Regions from separate parts of the Mus musculus genome. Here region 1 is linked to region 2. The links are chromatin contacts, called in public HiChIP or PLAC-seq maps. All regions are on one chromosome and are shown on one strand. The core of a region is the stretch at or near the end of the contact, and the rest is flanking DNA. Distances in the headings are between cores, read along the strand shown.

Evidence for each region. HiChIP or PLAC-seq counts read pairs in DNA pulled down with a chosen protein or histone mark.
Region 1: a contact with region 2 is called in an H3K4me3 HiChIP or PLAC-seq map of bone marrow-derived macrophages, with 2.1 times the contacts expected there. The contact joins the enhancer-like site here to the promoter of Pdcd7 in region 2. A contact is called at or near these places in 6 of 39 promoter capture datasets (the C10 cell line, HPC-7-derived erythroid cells, hematopoietic stem and progenitor cells and 3 more), 19 of 484 Hi-C or Micro-C datasets (the AML12 cell line, the Ba/F3 cell line, the C2C12 cell line and 14 more), 9 of 115 datasets of contacts at active chromatin or transcription factors (CD8 T cells, the SCID.adh cell line, bone marrow-derived macrophages and 4 more) and 3 of 9 other capture datasets (adipose tissue, liver and pancreatic islet).

Annotation. Positions count from the first base shown.
Region 1 is chr9:65,308,361-65,314,013 of GRCm38.p6, forward strand. Clpx (caseinolytic mitochondrial matrix peptidase chaperone subunit) reads left to right here. Exons shown (of 14, transcript NM_011802.3): 4 at 108-262; 5 at 1,792-1,951; 6 at 3,738-3,779. Among named protein-coding and RNA genes, the nearest start is that of Clpx, 17 kb to the left of the region's middle. Within about 2 kb of position 3,116, at least 7 of the 459 cell types and tissues checked have an H3K27ac peak or open chromatin away from gene starts, as enhancers often do. A contact at or near this core is called in bone marrow-derived macrophages, where this site is marked.
Region 2 is chr9:65,344,523-65,350,121 of GRCm38.p6, forward strand. It overlaps Pdcd7 (programmed cell death 7), which reads left to right and starts at 1,546. Exons shown (of 5, transcript NM_016688.2): 1 at 1,546-2,486. The coding sequence starts at 1,620.

The DNA.
Region 1 (5,653 bases), core at 1,866-4,365, 35 kb before region 2:
GCCACATTCAGTGGGCAAAAAGTCACATCCCCAGCCCTACAGTGAGTTTTAAGATGAACACTATTGAAATGATTTGTAAAGTTTTCCTCTTTGGACCTCTTTTTCAGCTTCCACGCGTTTTGTTAAGTGTGAAAAATGTCATCATTTTTTTGTGGTGCTGTCGGAAGCAGACTCAAAGAAAAGCATAATTAAGGAACCCGAGTCCGCTGCAGAGGCTGTGAAGTTGGCATTCCAGCAGAAGCCACCTCCGCCCCCCAAAAAGGTAGAAAGAAGCCTTCTCTCCTGCAGACATTCCATTGCCACCCTTCCTGAGACCCATGTCTGAGTAGCCTGGGGTAACCTTGAACTCTCCAAGTAGTTCCAGATGAACTCCGGATCCTCCAGCCCTCACCTTTAAAGTGCTGGTAGTGTGGGCATATGCTACTGTTACATTTTCCAAATACGCGCGTTATATGTTTTTAATTTTTAATTTAATTTAATTTTTGTGTGTGTGTGTGTGTGAAGTGAATATGCACATACACATGCTCTTGGTATGTGTGTGGGGATCAGAAGACAACTTCTAGGTCTGCTCTATGTGTGCTGCCATGGCTCTGATGGTATGAACTCTTTGTACACGTTTCAGATAGTGGGATTTGGTCTTGAGAAGGAATGACTGGTTCCTCTGACAACACCATCAACACCATGTATTTTTGAGAGCCCAGAAGCCAGTACTTCTTGGCCGGTGTACTCTGTCCTGGCATGTACTGGTAGTCTGCACACTTGGATTCTTGTCCTCTGTGTTCAGGGTATTCCGTGTGTGTCTGACTCCATGCCTATTGGAGCAAATTTAGTATTGCTGAGATAGAAAATGTGAGGACTGAGTAAGATCTGAAAAAAAACAAAACAAAACTATAAGGCTAAAGAAATGGTCATGTAAAATAATTTAATAGTAAGTTTTATATCTTTGCTAATTTGTGAAGATTTTTGGACATTGGATCAAAGTTCTAGAAAATACATAAGTGATTTAACTTCTTAGGAATTTATCAATATTAATAGCTTCTTCGTGTGTGTGTGTGTGTGTGTGTGTGTGTGTGTGTGTGTGTGTGTGTGTGTTTATTACAGAGACTGGGTGTTACTATCTCACTCAGGCTGGCCTTGAACTTGATCCTCCTGCCTCTACCTCCCACATAGTAGAATTAGAAGCATGTGGCACCACGTGCAGCTCCTTCTTTATACAAACCCAAGAAATTGATGCTGGTTCCAAACAGTTGGTAGTATGAAGTGTGAAACAGCTCTAATCTTAGTAACAAAAGTGAGTTGAGGGTGTGGTTCCAGCGCAGAACACTGAAAGCAACAATCAAGCCCTGGGTTTGATCCCGGGCACTGCCCTCCCCTACAAAAAGGAAAGAATGAAATTTTAAGTTGCTGCTTGGGTAAATGAATAACTTTCTAAAAAGATTTCTTTCTTTCTCTCTCTTTTATGTGTAGGTGTGGGTGTGCATGTGTCTGTATCTGTGTGTGTTTTAGGGGGTGGGTGCCTGCCCAGGCCAGAAGAGGGTGTCAAATTCCCTGGAGGTGGAATTAGAAACAGTGCTGAGCTATGGGTGCTGGGAACTAAACTCTAATCCTGCAGGAGTGCAAGCACTCTTAACCACTGAGCCATCTCTCCAGCCCCAGACACTTCATTTTTAATGGGAACTTTTTTTTTTTCAAATTTGACACTCTAAGAAATTTTGTTTAACTTATAGTTTCGAAATGTGTTTGTTTTTATGATGGCTCGTAGTAAATTGTTAATGCCTAATCACTTTTCAGATTTATAACTACCTCGACAAGTATGTTGTTGGCCAGTCGTTTGCTAAGAAAGTGCTTTCAGTTGCCGTGTATAATCATTATAAGAGAATATATAATAATATTCCAGCTAATCTGAGACAGCAAGCAGAGGCTGAGAAGCAGACATCACTAACACCTAGAGGTTAGTGTCCTTGGTAATTGACCACAATGCAGATTACTATGCCTAATCTTTATGTGTAGCTCTTATTTGAAAATCTTCTTACCAAAGTACAATATTTAAATTATCTCACAGTAGATTATGAAATTATTTTGGTGCCTTACCAGTAGCTTTTTTTTGTTGTTGTTATTAAGTAGGTGAGAATGAAAAATGTCAAAGTACATTAACTTTTGTTAAGGTAAGTATTGTTTCTTAAAACTTGGGAGTCACAAAGTAAAATGTGGGTTTTTTTTTTTGTTAAAAAGGATTTATTTTATTTATTATATGTAAGTACACTGTAGCTTTCTTCAGACACCAAAAGAGGGCATCAGGTCTTGTTACAGATGGTTGTGAGCCACCATGTGGTTGCTGGGATTTGAACTCAGGACCTCCAGAAGAGCTGTCAGTGCTCTTAACCGCGGAGCCATCTCACAGCCCCATAAAGTGTGTTTCTTGAAGATCTCTTTAGGAAGCGTGTGAGAAGCTCAGCTGTGGCAGCCCTGCTTGGCCCTCACCGCTTGCCTTTGCCTTTGATAAGGAGCATCACAGAGCCAACAAGACCTTGAAGGCTGCTGGAGGAGAGGTTGAGTGGCTTTGAAGGCTTGATTACTGTGGACAGATCACTGCAGTGCTCTGGACAACTCTAGTTTTTGTCTTTTGGGTTCAGGATACAGAATTTGATTTGCCTAAGTCAGAGGTGATAACTTAAGAGCATTTTTAGCATTTTTTGGCAGGGGGATTGGATGCAGCTACAGAATATGAGGTTAAGGGCAAATTTGTAAGTAATTTTCAGTATTTTTTCCTATTAATCTGAGATTCTAATATTTCATTGTACTACACAATGTCAATTTACTGTAGACAATAAAGTATAGCAATAGAATTTGTTTTTAAATATAAATTATAATACAATTAAAATATAAATATTTAGGTTTTTATTTTATTTTCCAGGGAGCCCTGATTTCTGATCTAGATCTAAAATCCAACATTTTAGGTTCTTTTAGTCATTATCATACAATTTGAGAAACTTCTGCTAATGCTTTTAAGTAGCTACTATAAAAACATAACTGCTTTAATGAAGACATGTTCAACTGTTGAGCTTTTTGTAAGGGAGTTATGTGGTAATATGAGTTGACCTTATTTTTAGAAAGTGGAAGTCATACCTAATGGTGGTCATAGGACCTTCAGTTTTATAAGCTCCAAAGCGCACAATCTTGTCATTCAGCAACTATTTTCTAGTTCTTTTATATCAGTCATTAATATCTAAATCGTAGGAGATGCTAGAAGAGCAAAAAGTTCCACATTTATAGTATGAAGAACTTCAATTCATGATGCATAGTTTATTATTCTTTAAAATAGACAACAGTTTTAATAGAGAATTATTTTAAATTTTACTATGTGACTATGAGTACCTGGGCAACCATCATTAAGCTTGGTTTCAGTTTTTTTTTGTTTTTGTTTTTGTTTTTTTTTAATATTTATTTATTTATTTATTTATTTATTTATCTATCTATCTATCCATTTCATGTATGTGAGTACACTGTAGCTGTCTTCAGACGCACCAGAAGGGGGCATCAGATCCCATTACAGGCTTCAGGTTTTTTAACATAGAAAGGATGTTGTATAGAAATTGTTTCATAACATAAAAAATGGAAAACTGAATACATCCTTTAAATGAATTTGGAGGAAGGCAGGAAGTAAAAATTCATTCTTGCTGTCCCAAACTAAACACATATATAATATTTCATATTGCCCTTTTTATCTCCTTTCTTAGAGTTAGAAATAAGAAGACGGGAGGATGAGTACAGATTTACAAGTAAGTCCCTCCCTCAGGCCCTGGCTGTACTCTGTTCTGAGGCCTCAGTGGTGCAGCTCAGTGGGAGGTGATCTGCTCGCCTGTGTGTTAGGTACCAAGAAGGTTATTCAACGCTCTTGTGCATCATTGAAATGTCTCTTTCATATGCAGTATGTAACTTTGGAATAAGGGTTTTTTTTTTTGTTTTTTGTTTTTTCGAGACAGGGTTTCTCTGTATAGCTCTGGCTGTCCTGGAACTCACTTTGTAGACCAGGCTGGCCTCAAACTCAGAAATCCACCTGCCTCTGCCTTCCAAGTGCTGGGATTAAAGGCGTGCACCACTGTGCCCGGCTGAAAGGTTTTTTTGTTTTTGTTTTTTAAGATGTATTTATTATTATACATAACTACACTGCAGCTGTCTTCAGACGTGCCAGAAGAGAGCATCAGATCTCATTACGGGTGGTTGTGAGCCACCATGTGGTTACTGGGATTTGAACTCAGGACCTTTGGAAGAGCAGTCAAGTGTTCCTACCCGCTGAGCCATCTTGCCAGCCTTGGAATAAGTTTTAAAAAAGATTTTGCCAGGGGAAGGTGGTGATGTACACCTTTAATTAATCCCAGCTCTGGAGAGGTAGAGGCAGGCAGATCTCTGAGTTCCAGGCCTGCCTGGTCTACGTAAAATGAAGTTCAGGACAGTCGGGGCTACACAGAGAATCCTTGTCTCAAAGCAAGCAAGCCAACCCACACACACACACACACACACACACACACACACACACACACACACACACACACAAATGAGAACAAGTATCCATGGAAGCCAGGGTTGTTGGATCCCCCAGAGCTGGAGTTCTAGGTTGTCGTGCATTGCCTGTTGTGGATGTTAGGAACCAAACTCAGGTTTTGTTCAAGAGCAGTATGCACTCCTAACTCTTGAGCCATCTCTCCAGGCCCTTATCTTTTGTGGGCCAACAAGATGGCCAAATGAATAAAGATACTTGATGTGCCAGCTTAGTGACTGAGTCAGTCAGTACTCACATAGTGGCTCCACACAGTGGAGGAAATGGACTCCCACCATGCCTTCTAACCTCAGCATGTGTGTTGTAACACAGAGGGAAACCAATCTAATACAAAAATCAGTATGTCTAATTAAAATTTTTTGTTGCTTTTTTTTTTTTTTGGTTTTTCGAGACAGGGTTTCTCTGTATAGCCCTGGCTGTCCTGGAGCTCACTTTGTAGACCAGGCTGGCCTCGAACTCAGAAATCCGCCTGCCTCTGCCTCCTGAGTGCTGGGATTAAAGGCGTAGGCCACCACGCCCGGCTTGTTGCTGTTTTTTTTTTTTTTTTTTTTTTTTTTTTTTGGTTTTTCGAGACAGGGTTTCTCTGTATAGCCCTGGCTGTCCTGGAACTCACTTTGTAGACCAGGCTGGCCTCGAACTCAGAAATCCGCCTGCCTCTGCCTCCCGAGTGCTGGGATTAAAGGCGTGCGCCACCACGCCCGGCGTTGCTGTTTTTTAAGACAGGGTTTCTCTGGGTAGCCCTGGCTGTCCTGGAACTCACTCTGTAGACCAGGCAGGCCTCAAACTCAGAAATCCACCTGCCTCTGCCTTCTGAGTGCTGGGATTAAAGGCGTAGGCCACCACGCCCGGCTAGATTTAAATTTTTTTAAAGAGAAAATTGTCTCTGGTGTGTAACTACATAGGTCTGTGCATGTCTGTGCTTGATACAGTGATCTAATTGTGCAGCCAAGGCTGGCCTTGAATTGTAGAGTGTTGAAGTTACAGGTGTGTGCCACCATATCTTGACCAAGTTATTTTTACATTTATGGAAATACTAATATTCAATAAGTGACACAGTAAAATTAAGACATACTCTCAGATGAGCTGGAGAGATAG
Region 2 (5,599 bases), core at 296-2,795:
ACTCTGACATCCTGCACGTACATGTAATTTTTCTGCTGATGTTTGAATAAGCCAATAGCATGTCGCTATGCTGAATTCCACACCCCTAAGCTCCTTACCCCATAAAAACCCCTAGCTTTCGAGCCTGTGGCCAACATCCGTTATCTCCTGTGTGGGATGCATGTTGGTCCGGAACCCCATCATTAAACTACCTTGTGTGTTTACATCAAAGACGGTCTATTCGTGATTTTTTGGGTTTTGGGTGCACACCAAATCGGGAATTGAGTGGGGGTTTCCCCACTAGGTTCTATCAATATGACATATGGACACTGTAACATCTATCTCTCCAAGACCACCTAGCTTCTCTTTGTGTTTCTGTGTTTTACACCCTGCATTCTTTCGACCCCCAGCAGACATACTGCAAATCACTAGTACCTGCTGCTTCCATCCTGTGTTCCTCTCATAACTTTTTGTTGTCTTTCAGATCTTAGCCGGAGCTTCAGACCGTGTCTCTAGTCCCTCTAGAACGTTAACAATCATCAGGATTTCTGAATTCAAGACTGAATTGGAGAGGCCAAACCTACTCCATCTTGGGACCAGCCTCCATCTTCAAGAAAAGAAAAAAGCAGAACTCAAGCTGCACCAAAATACCAGAAAGGACCCCATGGCTTGTCCTTGGCCAGAGTTAATCCCTAGCTACTTCCTAGCAACAGTTAATCAAAGATTAGTTTGATTGTTTCAGATGTACTTTCAAACTGTTTGTGATCAAATGCACGATTCAGGGCACCCAACTATTGGCTTATAGTCATTCTATTAGATGCTTGCCAGACTGGACAACCCCTCCCTCGCTTTGAAAGAACCTAGTGGGGAAACCCCCACTCAATTTCCATTCGGAGCGCACCCAAGAATCACGAACAGACAACCATCTTGATGTAAAAGCATGAGGTAGTTTAATGACGGAGCTCCGGGCCGACATATATCTCCCTCAGGAGACAGAGGTGTCGACCACATGGTGGAGCCATAATGGCAGAGCTCCGGTTCGAAACGTATCTCACACAGGAGACAGTGGTTTCGACTCTGACGCTTGGAAGCTAGGGATTTTTATAGAAAAGGGATGGGGCTGGGGGAGGAATTGGCGAGGTTTCACATGATTGGTTCATTTAAACATCAACAGACTGTCAGAAGGGCGGGAGATAGGGGGGCATGTCCTGGCCTGTTCTGCTATGTTCTCAGCCCCAGGTTTCAAAGCTCACAAACAACTCTTTGGGCTATTTGACATAAATTACATGAATCACATGTCTCAAGTTTTATTTCCTTTCAGCTTTTATTTTTCTATAAAAACTTGTTCTACTGAGGGTTCAGGGCTGCTCCGCCTTCTCTTTCTGTCCTGCTGTGTTAAGGTCGATTTGGAGGAGAGCCCGAGCCTGAGCCCGAAATAAACCCTAACATCGGAGACGGATCCTTGGTGGTTTGGGAAGGTTCAAGCTTCCTGGCACGACAAACCAAGGTCCTGCACTACGCCTCGCTTCCGGGAAGTGAGTCAAGCACCGGTCGCACGTTATACACGTCACTTCCTCCTGGAACCCGGATAAAGAAGTTCCCAGATTACTGTCACTGCTCCCAACCGCTGCACTACAGACATGGCTCTGCCACCTTTTTTCGCCCAGAGCCGTCAGGGACCTCCCCCTCCGCAGCCACCGCCTTCCGCTCCATTCGGCTGTCCGCCCCCGCCGCTGCCCTCTCCGGCTTTCCCGCCGCCCCTTCCCCAGCGACCCGGCCCCTTCCCGGGGGCTTCCGCCCCCTTCCTCCAGCCTCCGCTGGCCCTGCAGCCCCGCGCGCCAGCCGAGGCCTCCCGCGGCGGTGGCGGTGGCGGCGCCTTCTTCCCGGTGCCACCCCCACCGCTGCCGCCGCCGCCGCCGCAGTGCCGGCCCTTCCCGGGGCCCGACGCCGTCGAGCGTCCACGGCCACCGCCTCCAGGTCCCGGGCCGCCCTGGAGCCCGCGCTGGGCGGAGGCGCCGCCGCCGCCCGACGTGCTCGGAGACGCGGCCCTGCAGCGCCTGCGTGATCGGCAGTGGCTGGAGGCGGTGTTCGGGAACCCCCGGCGGCCCGGTGGCCTCCGGACCCCGCGCACACCCGCCGGGCCCAGCCTGGGTGAAGTCCGCGCGCGGTTGCGTTCCGCTTTGCGTTTGGTGCGGCGGCTACGCAGCTTGGGGCAGTCCCTGCGCGAGGCTGAGGCCGACGGAGCAGCCTGGGCCTCCCTGCACGCTCAGGCGGCGCCACTACGAGCGGAGCTAGCGGAGCGGCTGCAGCCGCTGGCCCAGGCCGCCTATGTGGGCGAGGCGCGACGGAGGCTGGAGAGGGTCCGGCGCCGCCGGCTGCGGCTTCGTGAGAGGGCCCGGGATCGGGAGGCTGAGCGGGAGGCGGAGGCCGCGCAGGCCACGGAACGGGAGCAGGAGATTGACCGCTGGAGGGTGAAGTGCGTGCAGGAAGTGGAGGAAAAGAAGCGGGTGAGAACCAGTATGCGCTCGGTGGTTGGAGCTGTGGTGTCTGGAACTCGAATCTGCGTGCTAGTTAACTTGTATGCTTATCCGCGAAAGCTAGCCTTTGCCACTTCTTTGCTCTGTATTCCTTGTTGACGATGTGTGGTGCATAAAACTCTAGAATTTGGACTATAAAGTCCCTTAAACACGCGACAGGTTTACACTGGTGCATTTCTGGGAGGACACACCTCTTGTGTCCTGCTTCAAAGTTGGATCCACTTACTGAAGATGCAGAGCAGTATCTTTTATACTGTCCTAAAGCATGCAAATGTAGAGGACTTGGACCACACCTAGAAACCTTTATAACATAATTGGCTGATGAGGTTGATAATAGTTCTCTCCCGGGTTCATTTGTTTTGGTTTGATACTATGAATACCAGTGTATCCGGTGGAGTGGGTCTGTCTGGATCAGGTGTTTCCAGGTACTTGGCCTCTTACTCAAATGATTGAATTAAGGACTCACACAAAATTGTAAAAATAGCAGGAAAACTATATTCAAAAACAATGCAGTAAGTAGCAAGTGCAGATTAGAAAGGAAAACACTGTCAACAGATTGGCAGCCACAAGGCCCATGAGATACTCCGGTTATTTTTGGAGAGTGTGCATAGCCCGGTCCCACTGGTCTCTCAGGTTGCTGTGCTGTTTTGTCCATGCCTTCCTTACCCCTGTTCAGTACTCATATCTATAGTAGACACTACACTAGTGTCCTGCACACAATCCCGAGGAATTCATTACCCTAATTTTACAGACTGAGACTTAAAGCAGCTAACTTGACAGCAGTCACACAAGCCTGTATACCAATATTACCTCAGATTTAGTCCCAAGTTGTATGACTTCAAAGCTTGTCTGTCTCATGTTCTTCAGTAGAACCCGGGAGAAAGTAGGATTTGCCAAGTGTAGGTTGAAGACATCCTCATTTCCTTTGAATGCTATTACTATTGTTATTGTTGTTTCAGAGTTATTTATTTTGGGTTTTGTGATTGTTTTGCCTGTGTGTGTATGTGCACTGCATATGTGCCTCCTGCCTATGGGGTCAGAAGAGGACATTGGATCCCCTGGAACTAGAGTTACAGATGGTGATGAACCATCTGTATGGGTGCTGGGAATTGAACCCTGGTCCTTTGTAAGAGTCACAAGTGCTCTTAATTGCAGACCCATTATTCTAGTTTATATATATGTTAGTTTTATTTATATATACATATATTTGTTAGTTTTTGAAAATATAATTACATAATTTCCCCCATTCTCTTTCTTCCCTCCAGCCTCTCAATGCATCTCCCTTGTTCTCTCTCAAGTTCATGGCCTCTCTTTCTTTACTTATTGTTACATGTATACATAAATACAACCTGACTAGTACATTTAATGTTACTTGTATGTATATGATTTCAGGGCTGACCACTAATAATGAATTGAGGTGCTCATCCCTGGGGAAAACGGTTTCTCTTGCTCTCGGCGTTTCCCAGTTGCCCATAGTTGGCTGAGGGTCTTGGAGCTGCTCCACTTCTGTGCTAGCATGTCTGTTGGTTTTCAGGTGTTGTTGTTTCTGTGCTAGCATGTCTGTTGGTGGTTTTCAGGTGTTGTTGTTTCTGTGCTAGCATGTCTGTTGGTTTTCAGGTGTTGTTGTTTCTGTGCTAGCATGTCTGTTGGTGGTTTTCAGGTGTTGTTGTTTCTGTGCTAGCATGTCTGTTGGTGGGTTTCAGGTGTTGTTGTTTCTGTGCTAGCATGTCTGTTGGTGGGTTTCAGGTGTTGTTGTTTCTGTGCTAGCATGTCTATTGGTGGTTTTCAGGTGTTGTTGTTTCTGTGCTAGCATGTCTATTGGTGGTTTTCAGGTGTTGTTGTTTCTGTGCTAGCATGTCTGTTGGTGGTTTTCAGGTGTTGTTGTTTCTGTGCTAGCATGTCTGTTGGTGGGTTTCAGGTGTTGTTGTTTCTGTGCTAGCATGTCTGTTGGTGGGTTTCAGGTGTTGTTGTTTCTGTGCTAGCATGTCTGTTGGTGGGTTTCAGGTGTTGTTGTTTCTGTGCTAGCATGTCTATTGGTGGTTTTCAGGTGTTGTTGTTTCTGTGCTAGCATGTCTGTTGGTGGTTTTCAGGTGGTGTTGTTTCTGTGCTAGCATGTCTGTTGGTGGTTTTCAGGTGTTGTTGTTTCTGTGCTAGCATGTCTGTTGGTGGTTTTCAGGTGTTGTTGAGACAGTGCTGAGGGCCCTTCTGCCCTTCCTACTTTGTACAGTCAGCAAGCACTCATTTTAGGTAGGGTTTCTAGTGCTGGGATAAAATGCCATGAGCAAAAGCAACTTGAAGATAAGGGTTCATCTCACTTCCACATCCACATCCCAGTGTATCATTAAAGCCAGTCAGGGCAGGAACCTGGAGGCAGGAGCTGACACAGAGGCCATGGAGAAATGTTGCTTGCTAGCTTGCTCTCCATGGTTTGCTCAGGTGCTTTCTTATATGCCTAGTACCACCTGCCCAAGGGTAGAATCACCCACAGTTTTACTGGGCCCTCCCACATCAGTCACTAATTAAGAAAATGCACCATAGGTTTGCCCAGTGGCCGCTCTGGTGGTGGAGCTGGGGATGGCTTCTCAATTGAGTTTCCTTCTTCCCAAAGGACTCTAGCTTGTGTTAAGTTGACATAAAACTAGCCAGCACAATCTCCCTTTTTCCAGTGTCTACCACTGCCCTATAGGCCAATATGGCATTGCTGGAAAGTGTATTGATAGATTTAGCATTGTACCTCAGGAATGTCAGCACAAGGGAGGCAATACTTTAGTCTGAAAAAATTTAGTCGCCGGGCAGTGGTGGCACATGCCTTTAATCCCAGTAATTGGGAGGCAGAGGCAGGGAGATTTCTGAGTTTGAGGCCAGCCTGGTCTACAGAGTGAGTTCCAGGACAGCCAGAGCTACACAAACAAACAAACAAAAAAAGCAGTAGATCCAGCCAAGGGTAGTTTTCCTAGCAGAAGACTGAAGGCATGGTCATTGGCTGTAATGCTGGAATTGCAGGCACTTATATAAGACAGATGGGAGAGAGAACTAAGTGAGCAGATGAGGATATGGAAGGCAAATAAATCCTAGGAAGATTG